Regions from separate parts of the Mus musculus genome. Here regions 1 and 3 are each linked to region 2. A link is a contact called in public HiChIP or PLAC-seq data. All regions are on one chromosome and are shown on one strand. Each heading gives the region's core, a stretch centred on a gene start, on an enhancer-like site or on the middle of the called end of the contact. The rest is flanking DNA. Distances are from core to core; before and after follow the strand shown. Region 1 has its middle 15 kb from the start of Gm32379. Region 2 overlaps Zmiz1 (zinc finger, MIZ-type containing 1). Region 3 has its middle 33 kb from the start of Gm41111.

The links. HiChIP or PLAC-seq counts read pairs in DNA pulled down with a chosen protein or histone mark.
Region 1: a contact with region 2 is called in a FOXA1 HiChIP or PLAC-seq map of pancreatic cancer cells. The contact joins two enhancer-like sites. A contact is called at or near these places in 1 of 484 Hi-C or Micro-C datasets (liver) and 3 of 115 datasets of contacts at active chromatin or transcription factors (embryonic stem cells, pancreatic cancer cells and stem cell-derived neural progenitor cells).
Region 3: an HNF4G HiChIP or PLAC-seq map of pancreatic cancer cells shows a contact between it and region 2. The contact joins two enhancer-like sites. A contact is called at or near these places in 5 of 115 datasets of contacts at active chromatin or transcription factors (astrocytes, bone marrow-derived macrophages, embryonic basal ganglia and 2 more).

What each region holds. Positions count from the first base shown.
Region 1 is chr14:25,225,058-25,229,181 of GRCm38.p6, forward strand. No RefSeq gene overlaps it. Among named protein-coding and RNA genes, the nearest start is that of Gm32379, 15 kb to the left of the region's middle. Within about 2 kb of position 1,719, at least 221 of the 459 cell types and tissues checked have an H3K27ac peak or open chromatin away from gene starts, as enhancers often do. A contact at or near this core is called in pancreatic cancer cells, where this site is marked.
Region 2 is chr14:25,495,317-25,499,413 of GRCm38.p6, forward strand. All of the region lies in intron 1 of Zmiz1 (zinc finger, MIZ-type containing 1), which reads left to right. Among named protein-coding and RNA genes, the nearest start is that of Mir3075, 37 kb to the right of the region's middle. Within about 2 kb of position 2,600, at least 100 of the 459 cell types and tissues checked have an H3K27ac peak or open chromatin away from gene starts, as enhancers often do. A contact at or near this core is called in pancreatic cancer cells, where this site is marked.
Region 3 is chr14:25,013,232-25,017,480 of GRCm38.p6, forward strand. No RefSeq gene overlaps it. Among named protein-coding and RNA genes, the nearest start is that of Gm41111, 33 kb to the left of the region's middle. Within about 2 kb of position 2,165, at least 87 of the 459 cell types and tissues checked have an H3K27ac peak or open chromatin away from gene starts, as enhancers often do. A contact at or near this core is called in pancreatic cancer cells, where this site is marked.

The sequences.
Region 1 (4,124 bases), core at 469-2,968, 270 kb before region 2:
CAGGTACCCACACCCTCTGCTCAAGGACTTTGCTGAGAGCTAAGAATGATCATATCCATTTAACAGATAGGAATCCAGAACTTTCCTGAGGACCCAGAGTTGGACAGGGGACAGTTCAGGGACACAGGCCTGGCTCCTCAAAGATATAAGCCCAATGCCTCTGCCTCTGAATTAAATCCTTTGCCATGATCCACAGATACTTCTAGAAAAGAATTATCATGCCATTGACTGACTTCCCAATGATGCACAGATCACTCCAGAATCCAGGACTTAATGCATGGAGCTTTCCCCACAGGCCTGAGTCCCAAAGATGCTGCCAGCAGAGGATGCCTTAAACCTTCCTCCTGACAGTCTCGCTGGCAGAATCCCAGAACTGCAGTGCTGAGGGACCTGGAAGAAGTCTTTGAAGTCTCCCTCATACGGAGCTGCAGAAAGAGGCTTGTTGTCTTATGCAGAGAGCAGTTGAAGATATCAAAGGGAAGATAGGATGTTAAATTTGAGTGATCAATGTTTAATAGTCAGGGTTGTAAGCTGTCACGAGGGATGCAGTGGGTGGGAAGCCTCACGTACTGTAGGATTTGAGATGACACTGCCCCGGGCTGTGGAGGAGCCCTCTGGCATCCCTGTAAATAGGGAGGACAGATCAAGAGGTACAGGGGTGAGCCCACACTCCTCTGCCTGGCTGCTTATGTGGGGGGCATTGCATAGAATAGGGATGTTTTGGGTGGAAGTAAACCCTCAGATTCTGACCAAGCAGCAACCAATCATACAAATATTGGTCTCTTCTCAACAGGACGGTTAAGGGCCCCCAGAAAGGTAGAGAGGGGTCCACCTTGGATTAAGGAGACCTGAGGATCCAGCCCTTGTCAGGGATAACTTCAACATTGCACTGAAACTTCTCTGGGCAGAAATAGGAGGCTGCATGGACTCTGGGAGAAATGGATGCTAAAGGGGGTGGGACCTTCCTCTGTAGGACAGTCTCAGGGGCAGAGCCTGCCCTTCTGGGTCTCCTAGCATCTATGATGTCTGTTGCCATTCACAAGAGCTTGGAGGAATGTCAGCTCCCTTGCTTTGTGATATCCAGACCCTAGCAGATGGGGTGAGCTCCCCCAACCCAGGCCCTCTGTCAGTCACCCTCACAGGTTGTTCTGTGGCAGGGAACACGGCTCCCTCTGGTCCCTCCCCTGGAGCTCATATGCACGGCTGTGGAGTGACAGGGCTGAGGACCAGAAGGAGCGAGCTCCCTAAAAGCTTTCTTGGCTGAAGAGCAAGAGACAGGCTGGGCTGTCCCCACAGGCAGCCCTCATCTGTTCCCAAATTCGGGCATCCCCAGAGAGCATCAGGAAGGGCTTGGAGGAGTGGAGATGCAGACTGACTGACAGAAGAACAAATCCTGAAACTCCAGCCCCTGTGCCTGGCTAGGCAGGGGCCTCCAGACCTCACATGGCTGCCTGCCACCTCCTGAGCAAAACACAATTTCACGACTCTTTGGGGGATAAAGGATTTTATTTACCTCTTTTCAAAAGCTTCAGAATTCTTCCTGAACATCAAATAACTCCTGGCAAACACATCCTGATGAGTAACACGAAGTGAAATAGAACCAGATGGGCTGACTCGCTCTGGGCTTGCGCGGGAGGGGGAAGGGCGGATCTCACTCACAGAGAGGCTGGGCTGTGGGCCACAGGAAGTGCATCAGGAGGGGGGCACAGCCTTCCAAGCAGGGAGGGGACAAAGTCCCCTGGACTTTGCCGGAGATGGAGTCACACTGCCTGCCATCTGGCTTTGTTGGGAAGAGAAAAGAAATGGGGTTTCCGGCAGCCTGTTGGTGGCACCCCAGCAGTGTGGATCATGCCAAGCCTGGCATCTATGGCACTTGGGACCCAGGGGACTCTGAGACATAAGCTCCTGTGATAGGGAGATTGGATGGCCAGTGTATTTAGAATCCTCTAAGAACCTCCTGAGGACTCCGCGAATTATCCAAACAAGAGTGCTCTCTCTCTCTCTCTCTCTCTCTCTCTCTCTCTCTCTCTCTCTCTCTCTCTCTCTCTCTTGATTTGGTTCCACTCAGCTGAAACACACCATTTCCCAGCCTCTTTTCAAGAGGAAGCACTGTAGCAGCCCTGACCAGTGGGAAGCAGCTAGTGTCTAAGCCACTCCTTCCTTGTGCCATCCTTGACCTCCAGGAGGGAGGCTACAGCTGGAGCTGGAGTTCCACGGATGAGATGAGCAAGTCTGGTGGGGCAGGGAGCCTGAACCGCACATGCTCTGTGGAGCCACTGACTTATCCTTGAACATCTCTGGCCTTGTGCCTATCCGTGAGGATGTGCTGCTGTGGGGTTAGGCAGACGATATTAGGGTTCTCTGGATCCTGACACCAGACCAGTGGCTCCAGTCCCAGGGAAGCAGTCCTAGCAATCCAGACTGCATCAACTAATCTCTTATGCTCCAGAGACTCCCATGCCTCATGTAGCTGTCCCAGTTGCCTTAGGGGTCTCCTGCCCAACTCCTTCAGGAGGCTCTTGCCACTTCCACGGCAGCAGAGGCCACTAGCCCCAGTGTTCAGCCTGCCGCGCCCCCCCCCCCCCCGTGACCTCTCCAGACGGTAGCCTGTCTTTTAAGAGCAGAATGTTAAAACTGAGGGTACCGACCCTCTAGCTTATCTGGGTGTGGTCATCTTAACATGGGGTTAGATAAAATGAAACTTGTGTGTGGCAAACCAGGCCATGTTAGTCACCCAGGGTGGTAAGAGAGCCACATGGGAACTTGGAAAGCTTATCCATTGATTTTTTTTTTCTGGCATGGACTTTAACGGCAGGATCTCTTAGATGACAAACATCTGAAGCAGAACTTTTACATGTAAGGCAGACTCTGACGGGCCTCTTCTGGGAAGTCCTGGAGATTCTGCAGAGCACTGTTGGAAGTCACCGTGGCTGAAAGCAAAGGAAAATGCAGACAGCTAGCAAGCTGGGCAGAGCTGGGAACAGCAGCAGAGTTTGACTGCTAGTGGTTCCCAGCTCCTCCACACCAAAGGCCCCAATATTGGACACATGCGCTTCTTCCAGCAGATTCTTAATTGGGGCTCCAGGCCATCCATAGGCGAGGCTTCCAACCTGCAGCCCCGGCTTCCTCTCTCTGGCACTGTGTCAGTCTCCAGCCACTGCTCATGCTGCTCACCTTCCACACAACTTTCTCAGAGACTGGCCTAACTTTCCTGAAGGAACATGTCCCCTGACCCATTGCTATAGTATGTTCAAGCTCATATTTCCAAACCCCAGTCTGACCCTCAGTCTCTCTCCCCAAACTTTCATCTTCCCACAGACACTGCCCCACTGTGCCCCTACTTCTCCTCTGAGCCTGTGCTTGTGGCCCTGTGTGATGCTGAGACCATGTTAAGCTTTTGTGGCTCCGTCCCCTGCTCTCTTTGTCCCACCCCGCAGTCCTCCTCCAAGGCCTAACTCATCCTGCCTTTTCTCTGGAGCCATCCTTGGTGCCTTTACTCCAGGGAGTCTGGAGGGCAGTCAGTGCTGTATCCCGCAGGCTTTACCGTGTCTGCACGCATCCGGCTTGCAGTGTGCGTGTGGTGTACTTGAAGGAAGAGAGAGATCCATTTCCTGCGCATAAGATGCACACTCTATTTACTTGGATAAAAGAGACTGGTTAGCGCACATGTGTCCTGTTTTGCTAACTGTGCTCCCACACTCCTCATTTAACAGTAGCCTGTGTTCCTTCTGGAATTTGCCTCTTCCCCGCTGTGTGTGGTCTTGGTGGAGGGGAATTCTAGGCTTCTGCCTCCCATTATGAAAGCCAAAGGTCCAACTCCAGGCTCCTAGATCCCAGGGGGAGCAGGAACGTGCCTCGACCTCTCTTCTGGGAACACACATCTGCTGAGAGTCATTCAGAGTGTCAGCCAAGCTTCTGGGTTGCCAGCGACAGACTCCTGCTTGGTCAGTTTGAAGCAGCCAGGGATTTATTCCATAGAAGGTGAGGAAGATCACAGGCCTGGTGGATAGACTGGCAGATGGGCAGCGGCAAGACAGCCAGGGCACAGCTGGGCTCTTAGCCGAATAGTCCTCAGGACACCAATCCATGTGGTCACTACATGCAGGATGCCACCTTGCTTCCCA
Region 2 (4,097 bases), core at 1,350-3,849:
TTGACTGGACATCAGACAATCACTTCCTTTTTAGCTCCATCCAAATGTTTGTGGAACTTGGAGTCCACCTTTCACACTACTGTGGCAGTCTTTCTCCATGCAGTGGAGGAAGGATAAGGGTCACGTATAGTGAACGCAAAAGGCAGTGACACCCATCACTCTGTTCAGTGGCCCTGTACAGGTGGCTAGATGAGTGCATGCTGTATGGCATTGCACAAGGATAGGATGTCTATTTGTGAGGTTCTGCCTGTGCTCTAGACCAGCTATGTGGCGTCCAGGCCTTTGTAGGGTGGTATCCTGTGGAATGAGGCTGTTGTTTCTGGGTCTTTGCTGGCTACAAGGGAACTGGCATTCGGTACCACCCAGCTCCCCTAACTTGAAGCCTGAGGTCACCTTTATCTGCTACCTTTGGTCCACAGGGCAATTGGGCACAGGCCCCGAAAAGGAGCCTGAGAAGATGGGGAACAAATCACCACCCATCTTAACCCTATGAGAGCTGCAGGCCTTATATTAACTCAGCAAACTGCTGTCCCTGGGCTTAGAGCTGTGGGATTCCAACTGAGCCCTGTGTCCAGTGGGTCCCTGGTGGTGCCAGCTTCCTGGCCGTTGCAAGGGTACAGAGGAGTAGAGAAAGGTCCTAGCAGAAATGAGTCCCAGGCACTCAGGGCAATTCAGGTAGACCTCACAGAGACACAAGCAGGGCTGCAGGGGCTTGGGGGGTCACGAGGCTTAGATAGAAGGCAGGCTAGAATGCATACAGACTTCAGAGGACAGAAAGGGTTTGGCTAGCTGGAGAGGTCACTCTGATTGAAGGGTGTGGGTGAGAGGACAGAGGTTTGGAATGGGTCTCGGGGAAAAGCAAACCCTCTCCCATTAGCCACCAGGGCTGCTCTGGCTCAGATGGCCTTGCCTCTTGGTGAACAGAGGCCCCAGGGTAAAGCAGATGGCCAGTGGAGGAGGGGCAGGGGTGGCCTCAGTCATGAGCCAAGCGAAGCCAAGTGGCCCACATAGTCCAGAGTTGAAGACCTTGGCACAAGCACTTGAGCTCTCAACTTGAAAGTTAATGATTCATTTGTGGCCAATTTCTGTTGGCATTTGCCTGGAAATTCCCAAGCCTGCCCCTTCCTTTGGCTTGGGAACTCCAAGAATACAGTCTCATTACTTTTGGCTAAGAGCATCTCACCCTCTCTCTGGGGAACAGCTTTTAAAACTGCTGTGAGACCTCTGCAGGTTATCCATGAGGGAGAACTGGTTCTGGTTGGTGGGTGAGGGTGGGTGGTTTGGGGTCTAATAAAGTTAGAGGCTCACCCTGACCCTGTGTGCCAAGTGTGGATGAAAGGAGCCCTGTTGATATTCATGATGTCCCCCAGTTAGATCAGAACAGATGTGACCAGAATTCAGTCTAAAGTAATGTGGAAAGTGTGCATCAGTTACAACCAGAGAGAGCAGGATTGGGCTGGGTAGAGAATGCACTGTCATATGCAAAGGCCCTGGGTCAAGACAGTCCAGAAGGGTTGAGTAATTGTCGTATGACTGGGGTACAGAGACTTCTGTGAATACAGCAATAAGTGAAGAGCTGGGAGACTGGGAGTTTGACCATGACAAGAACTCACAATAGGAAGTCAGAGGTAAAGCCAGGAGCAGTTGTTTGGTATTATGCCCATTTGGGTCTTGATTTTGCTGGTCAGCAAGACTTTCTAGATAGCCTGCTGGCAAGTTCTGCCCAGGGCCAGGCACCTGTGTGAAACCTGAATTAGAGAGAAGAGATCATATGTGACAACCCGAAGGGGGTGATGACAGGGATACACAGGAGCCCTGAACCTTTGGCAAGCGCACAAGGGAGGCTGGAGCATGACGTCATTCTGGGTCTTGAGGTGAACAGAGCAGTGTTGATTGGGGTCAACCTCAGGAATTCCATGCTCCCTGCAAGCTGTATCCAGCTACTCTGGAGGTCATCCCTGTCCCATGGGAGCCATGTGGCTTTCCCCAGTATCTGTCACTGTGTGTTCAGGCAGAGCCCAGGAGGGGACAGTTGATGGCAGAACAGGGTCTAATTTCAGAGTCTCACCTCTGTATCGGCTCGATGTACTCATTCCCCTACCCCATAGGTTCCTGAAACCTGAGGGACATTCCCTGAATCCCAGGCCACCCTTTCTGAATGATGGTCCAAGTATCTGAGAAAGGGACCTTTTGTCGCTCCCCACTTTGCAGACATCATTGTATAGCACAGTCACGCTCCCCACTTTTCTCCCAGTGAAACCTTTCCAGTCCCTGGTGTGATGGTAAACTTCTCCTCTCCATAAAACATCTCCCTGAGACAGCAGCTTGCTCCACCGAGGGTGTGATCCACGCTTGGCAGGGCCTCTGCTGCCGCAAGTGACAGCCCTGAAAAACATTCGGGAAGAGCAGTGTGTGCTGGGCATGGCTAGAGGAGCAGGGTCAGACTGAGCAGCCCAGCTGGGCCTGGGATCCTCACATGGCCTCTGGCTGCGGCTGCTCCCTCCACCGTGAGGCGGAGCAGTATCAGGTATCTCCTGGCTCCCACAGCCCTGGTGGTGTCTGGGTCCTTGGCATGGTTAGGCAGCAGTGGGGAGCCTGTCTCCCAAGGGTAGCATTGCCAGGCCTGTCTGTGGCTGGATACAGCAGGGCCTTGGACCTACAGCCTCCAGGCCTGCGTCACGCTGGCTTAGGTGTCCTGAATCAGAGCCAGGAAATGGATCTGCCGTACCAGTGTGGTGGGGATACTGACCAGGGCAGCTAGGGTGAACCCCAAGCTCCTGCCTCTGTACACTGAGGATGCTAGCCTCCTATCTATTATGCCTTATGCCTGTGCTCAAGCTGCTATTCCACCTAGTCAGCAGCTGCCCCTCAAACAGGTCCAAGCAGTATTCGGTCTTTACCAAGACTGTCCCCCTTATTCCACTCCCCAGTTACCCTCAGGGCAATTTCCTCCCCCAGGAATGCCCCCAGGAATTACTTCAGTGAATCCTTCTTCTGCCACCATTGTCCTGTCTTCTCTGCACCAGCTCCCCATGGGCCTCTTGTTTGGGCTCCATCATTGTATAGCACAGTCACGTTCTCTTGCAATGGGTTCCCCACTGCCGCTGCCATTAGCCCCTGAGGGCCTTGAGACTTGTTTATTTGTGCATCCCGCAGGCCTGATATATAGTAGGTGCCCAATAAAAGCAGGCTGGATTTAATTAAGAGGCTCCTGAAGGCGGTGCCGGAGTCTCCCTTTGTTAATGATGTGGGGGAAGAGCAAAGGGTTCTAGCAAGTGCAATACCTTACCTCCCTGCCCCCACATACCCCTACCCAAGGTGACTGCTGGGGCTGGGGCTGGGGCTGGGGCCAGCCTGCTGCTGGCCTCTCTCCAGCCTGTGCCTTCCTTGCTGGCAGGAGCCAGCTCCCCGGGCTGCCCGAGTGATCACTCCAGAAAACACCCCAGTGGAAACTGCATGAATGATTGATAAGGGCTGAGAGCTGTTTAATATTTTCCTCCTGTTTAATGGCTATCAATAATTTAATACGCTCTCTGTATGTTTTTAAGAAATAGCACCCATTTTGCCGTCTCCGGTTTAGCGGGCTAAATGATTTAAGTGTTGGAAGTGTGCTCAGAGGGTTGAGGTGGAGCGAGCGAGTCAGAAATCTGGAGTCTGGAGCGGGTGGCAATGAGGGCCACCACAGCATCTTGGCCTGGGATGAGTGTGTGTGTGTGTGTGTGTGTGTGTGTGTGTGTGTGTGTGTGTGTGTGTGTGTTCAAAATGGCCCATGCCTTTCTGCTAAGAGCAAGATAATTGCTTTTCTGGAGCCCCACTGAACAGCAGCTAAACAGCTGTTGCTCCCCCAAACCCTGCCCCATGCTAAGCATGAGGCTCTGGGGGCTCAGGAGCTGGGAAGGAGCTCGACTGGTTCTACCACCGTGGGATGAACCCCCCCCCAGCCTTACCCCTCCCCCCTCCTGAAGCTTTTAGATCATTGTTAACGATGTGTTCTGACCATTGCACTGGAGGGCTGATATCTTCCAGATGGGTTTGGGATGGTGGAGAGAGATATTCAAAGCTGATAATCTCTGGGCCCAGAAGGACCTGGAAGGTCA
Region 3 (4,249 bases), core at 915-3,414, 480 kb before region 2:
CCAATAAAGAGAGCAATTGAAATTCACTGAACCAAACTCCTCACAAGCACTTGGCCTCAGCTCTTGCCCCTCTTTTCAGCCCTTCGTGATGCCCTGTTATTTGTGGGAGCACTTTTGTGGATAATGCTTGGGGAAAGGCAAGTCTCATGGAGACCTGAGAGACTTTTGGTTCACACTGAATCTGGTTTCTCCTTAGCTCTACTGCAGATGGGTCTCACAACCCATAGTCTGGCATTGCCTAAGAGCACTTTGGAAGCCAGGGTCGTTCAGCCCTAGCAGTTATGAGTCCTGCTTAGGTCTGAGAACCCCTGGCCTTCTGGCTGAGAAACTCAAGCAAGCCATACTGTGATTTTACTTGTATTATTCAGTGGCTTCATGACCTTGGGTGAGTTGCTTCAGTACTTCATGTGAAGTAGGTTACTTCCCTGATAGGGACCTCTCTCTCTCTCTCTCTCTCTCTCTCACACACACACACACACACACACACACACACACACACACACACACACACTATGCACAGAAAGTACTTAGAACCATATTGCCAATGGGTCGATTGCCAATGAGTGTCTGCCATCATGGTTGATTCTCTTTGAGTAGTCCCACATCCACACCGTAAGGAGAGATGGGCATTATGAAGACAAGCTGCATGACAAGGACAGAACTAAGGGTTGGTAGGGTTGGAATGTAACGACATCATTACATTTTGCCATCTGGTCTCTGACCTTGTCCTGTGCCAGCACTTGCTTTGTGTATCGATGTTCCAGAACCATCTTTTCATTACTGCCCACGGACCTCCATTATGGGCCACCGATTTCAAGAAAAGTACTGTTTGCAGAAAGAAGGATTGCTCCTAGCTGAAGTTTGGGGGTTGGCTTCAGGTAGCATGTGAAGGCTTGTCCTCAGCCTCAGGAGACTTTCTCTGAAGCCACAGAGAGATGACACCCTCCCCAAGACTCTAGCAGGGAATCTCATTTCCCTTCTGTGTTATAATGTATCTTATGATATGGTACCTCAGGAACTTGGCCAAAGATATCCTGTGGCAGGGTCAGGATTTGAACCCCTGGCCTCAGACTCTTGGCCTACTGTTCTTCCTCCATCATCTCTACAGTGTGTCTCACATGAAAGAAGGACCCTAGTAGCCAAGCACAAAGTCTGACCAGGCCAATGTACAGAGAGAACATTGAAGTTCAAGGGCACCTGAAAACCACTTAAAGGTATCGAGCACTGGAGTGGTTGAGCTGCCACGGAGGCCTAGGTTTTACTTTTAACATCAAGACGTGGATGAATCCAACTCAACTCTTAGTGTAAGGCATTTAGACAGTCCCCAACTTAACCCGGTTAACTTGGGACAGGTAGACTTAAGCAATATTTGCCAACTGTATGAGACTTTACAGTTAACAAGCAATCTTTAAAAACTACTTTACATCTGGAATTTCTGATCTCTTCTTTGGCTTACAATATGAAGTGAGACACCTCCTCTCACTCTGCTCAGCTGTAGGGTAGTGTGCTTGTGTTTAAGACACTCTTGGGAATGTTGGGGGGGATCAGAGACTGGGGAGACAGATGAAAGCATGAGGGTCTGAGATTGATGCCAGATCCCATGTAAGAAGCTAGTCAAGGCAATATGCACGTGTAATCCCAGCGTTGGTGAGGCCTAGACAGGAGTATCCCTGGGGCTCACTGGCCACCCGAATCACTAACTCCAGGTTCAGGAGACATTGCGTCTCAAACAAATGTAGTAGAAAGCAACTGAGGAAGATGCTTGACATCAGCCCCAGACCTTTACACTCACATACAAATTCAACTGCTGCTTTAAGCACACACACACACACACACACACACACACACACACACACACACACACATAAATAAATAAGTCTGGACTAAGCTAGGGTGTTTGGTAGGTCAGGTGTACTAAAAGCATTTTCATGTTAAGATATTTTCATCTTACTGTGAGTTTAGCAAGATGGAGCCCATTGGAAATGGAGGGACAGCTGCTGGGGGGGGGCGGCATGAGAATCTTGCCTTCTTTCCCCACCAAGCATCCCCCCAAGTGATCACCTAGGGTGAAGTGGGAGTGTATCTGCATTGAGTGTCCCTGTCCCACCCCAGAGGTCCACTGGGGACATGCTTGGCTAGCAATTGCAAGAAGCTCCGGCAAAGACAAACAAAAGGTAACTGGAATGTGCCCCAGGGGGCCCATTAGCTTCCTGGAGCCTCCTGAGCATTCCCAGGAGGGATCATGGCTGGGCGTGTGTGATCAGCGGCAGGCACTGTCACAGGCAGCTGCTGGCATATTAATATTCCAGATAAATGGCTTTTGGCTCGGGCGAAAGATCCTGCTTGGGAGCAGGCTTTTCTTTGAAGCTCCTGAGAGGGGCAGCTTGCAGAAAAAGGCGAAGGGAAAAGGCAGCTTTGCAAAAAAAAAAAAAAAAAAAAAAAAAACCGATTCCACTCCAGAGCCTCTGCCCCAATCCATCTCTGTTTATTTAGTGCCTCTCCCTCTCCTGATTCATGGCAGGCTTACAAGAAAGGAAAGCTAGACAGGGAGGAAAGGAGGGAGACAAGGAGGGAGAGGGGAGGGGGGAAAGGAGGAGGAGAGCAGAGGGGAGAGAGAGAGAGGGAGGGAGAGAGGGGAGAGAGAGAGAGAGAGAGAGAGAGAGAGAGAGAGAGAGAGAGAGAGAGAGAGAGAGAGAGAGAGCTTGGCTGCATATATCACGTCCTCCCCCAGGAAGCCTGTCAACAATTAGCCAGGAGGCTGAGGTGCTGAAGCCTCAGAGCCTTCCTGAGACATTCTACACAGGCAAGCATCCTTGGCACCTCCCCAGCCACCCCTAGCTTCACTGTATCTGTGCTATGAGACCCTGGCTGGACCACTTAGACTCTGAGCTTGTCTGCCACATAGAAGAGAGAGGGGGAAAGCATGAAATCCTTTCTCCTGGATGGTTGAGCAAATGCAGTCATAGACACAAAGCAACTTCCATTTGGGAGGGGATTTTAGATGCCATCCTTACAAGGTGAGGCTCGGGGCTGGCAAAGTAACTCAGAGGGGAAGAGGGGTGCCCTGTGCAAGTCTGAGGAGCTGAATTCCATCTCCAGCCCCCACATTAAAGGAGAGGCCAAGCATGGCCACTTGCATACCTGTAACCCGATGCTGGGGGGGGGGGCGGGGGGAGACAACAGGATCAGTGTGGTTTGTTGGCTGCCAGGTTAGCTCCAGGTTCAGTGAAAGACCCTATCCTAAGGGAAAAGATAGAGGGGGTTGACCAGGTTGTCAACATCCTTCTTTATCCTCTAATGAAGAGTATGGGCATGCATATCACAGTGCAGACACATGAGCTAAATGTGTGTGCAGATGTGCGTAATACACACACATAAACACAGAGAGAGAGAGAGAGACAGACAGACAGACAGACAGAGAGACAGAGAGAGAGGGCGAGAGAGAGACAGAGAGACAGGGACAGAAACAGACATACAGAGAGACAGACACAGAGAGAGACAAAGAGAAACACAGACACACAGATAGACACATACAGAAAAGGACAGACAAATATACACAGACAGACACACACAGAGAGACAGACAGAGACAGATAAACAGACAGACAGAAATAGACAGAGACAGATATACACAGAGACAGACATACATACATACAGAGACACCCAGACATACACAGAGTCACGCCCACAGACAGACAGACAGACACAGGGACAGATAAACAGACAGACACAGAATTAGACAAAGACATATACACAGAGACAGACATATAGACAGACATACAAACACACCCAGACACACCTAGAGACACGCACACAGAGAGCCAGACAGAGCCAGACACACACACGCACATGCACACGCGCGTGCGCACACACACACACACACACACACACAGAGAGAGAGAGAGAGAGAGAGAGAGAGAGAGAGAGAAAACACAGCAGCAGCGTTCAAGACAGATGGACCCACCCAAGCAGCCTGAGTAGAACTATTGCCATTTATTCTAACTGCTGAGGTATGCAGGGCCATGAAGCACAGTGGTGTAAAGTCCCTCATTCCCAATTTTATAGGTGGGGGAAACTGAGGCACACAGAATGACTTAATCAAGTAAGTTAGATGCCATCACAGAATAAAGTCTCGTGTTTCCATCTCCCTGGATACACAGATTCATTTTTAACAGAGATTGTTCTACTCAGTTCTGTCTCTGTTCCCTCAAACCCTGTACTTAGACAGGCCATCTTTGTCATGGCTAGTT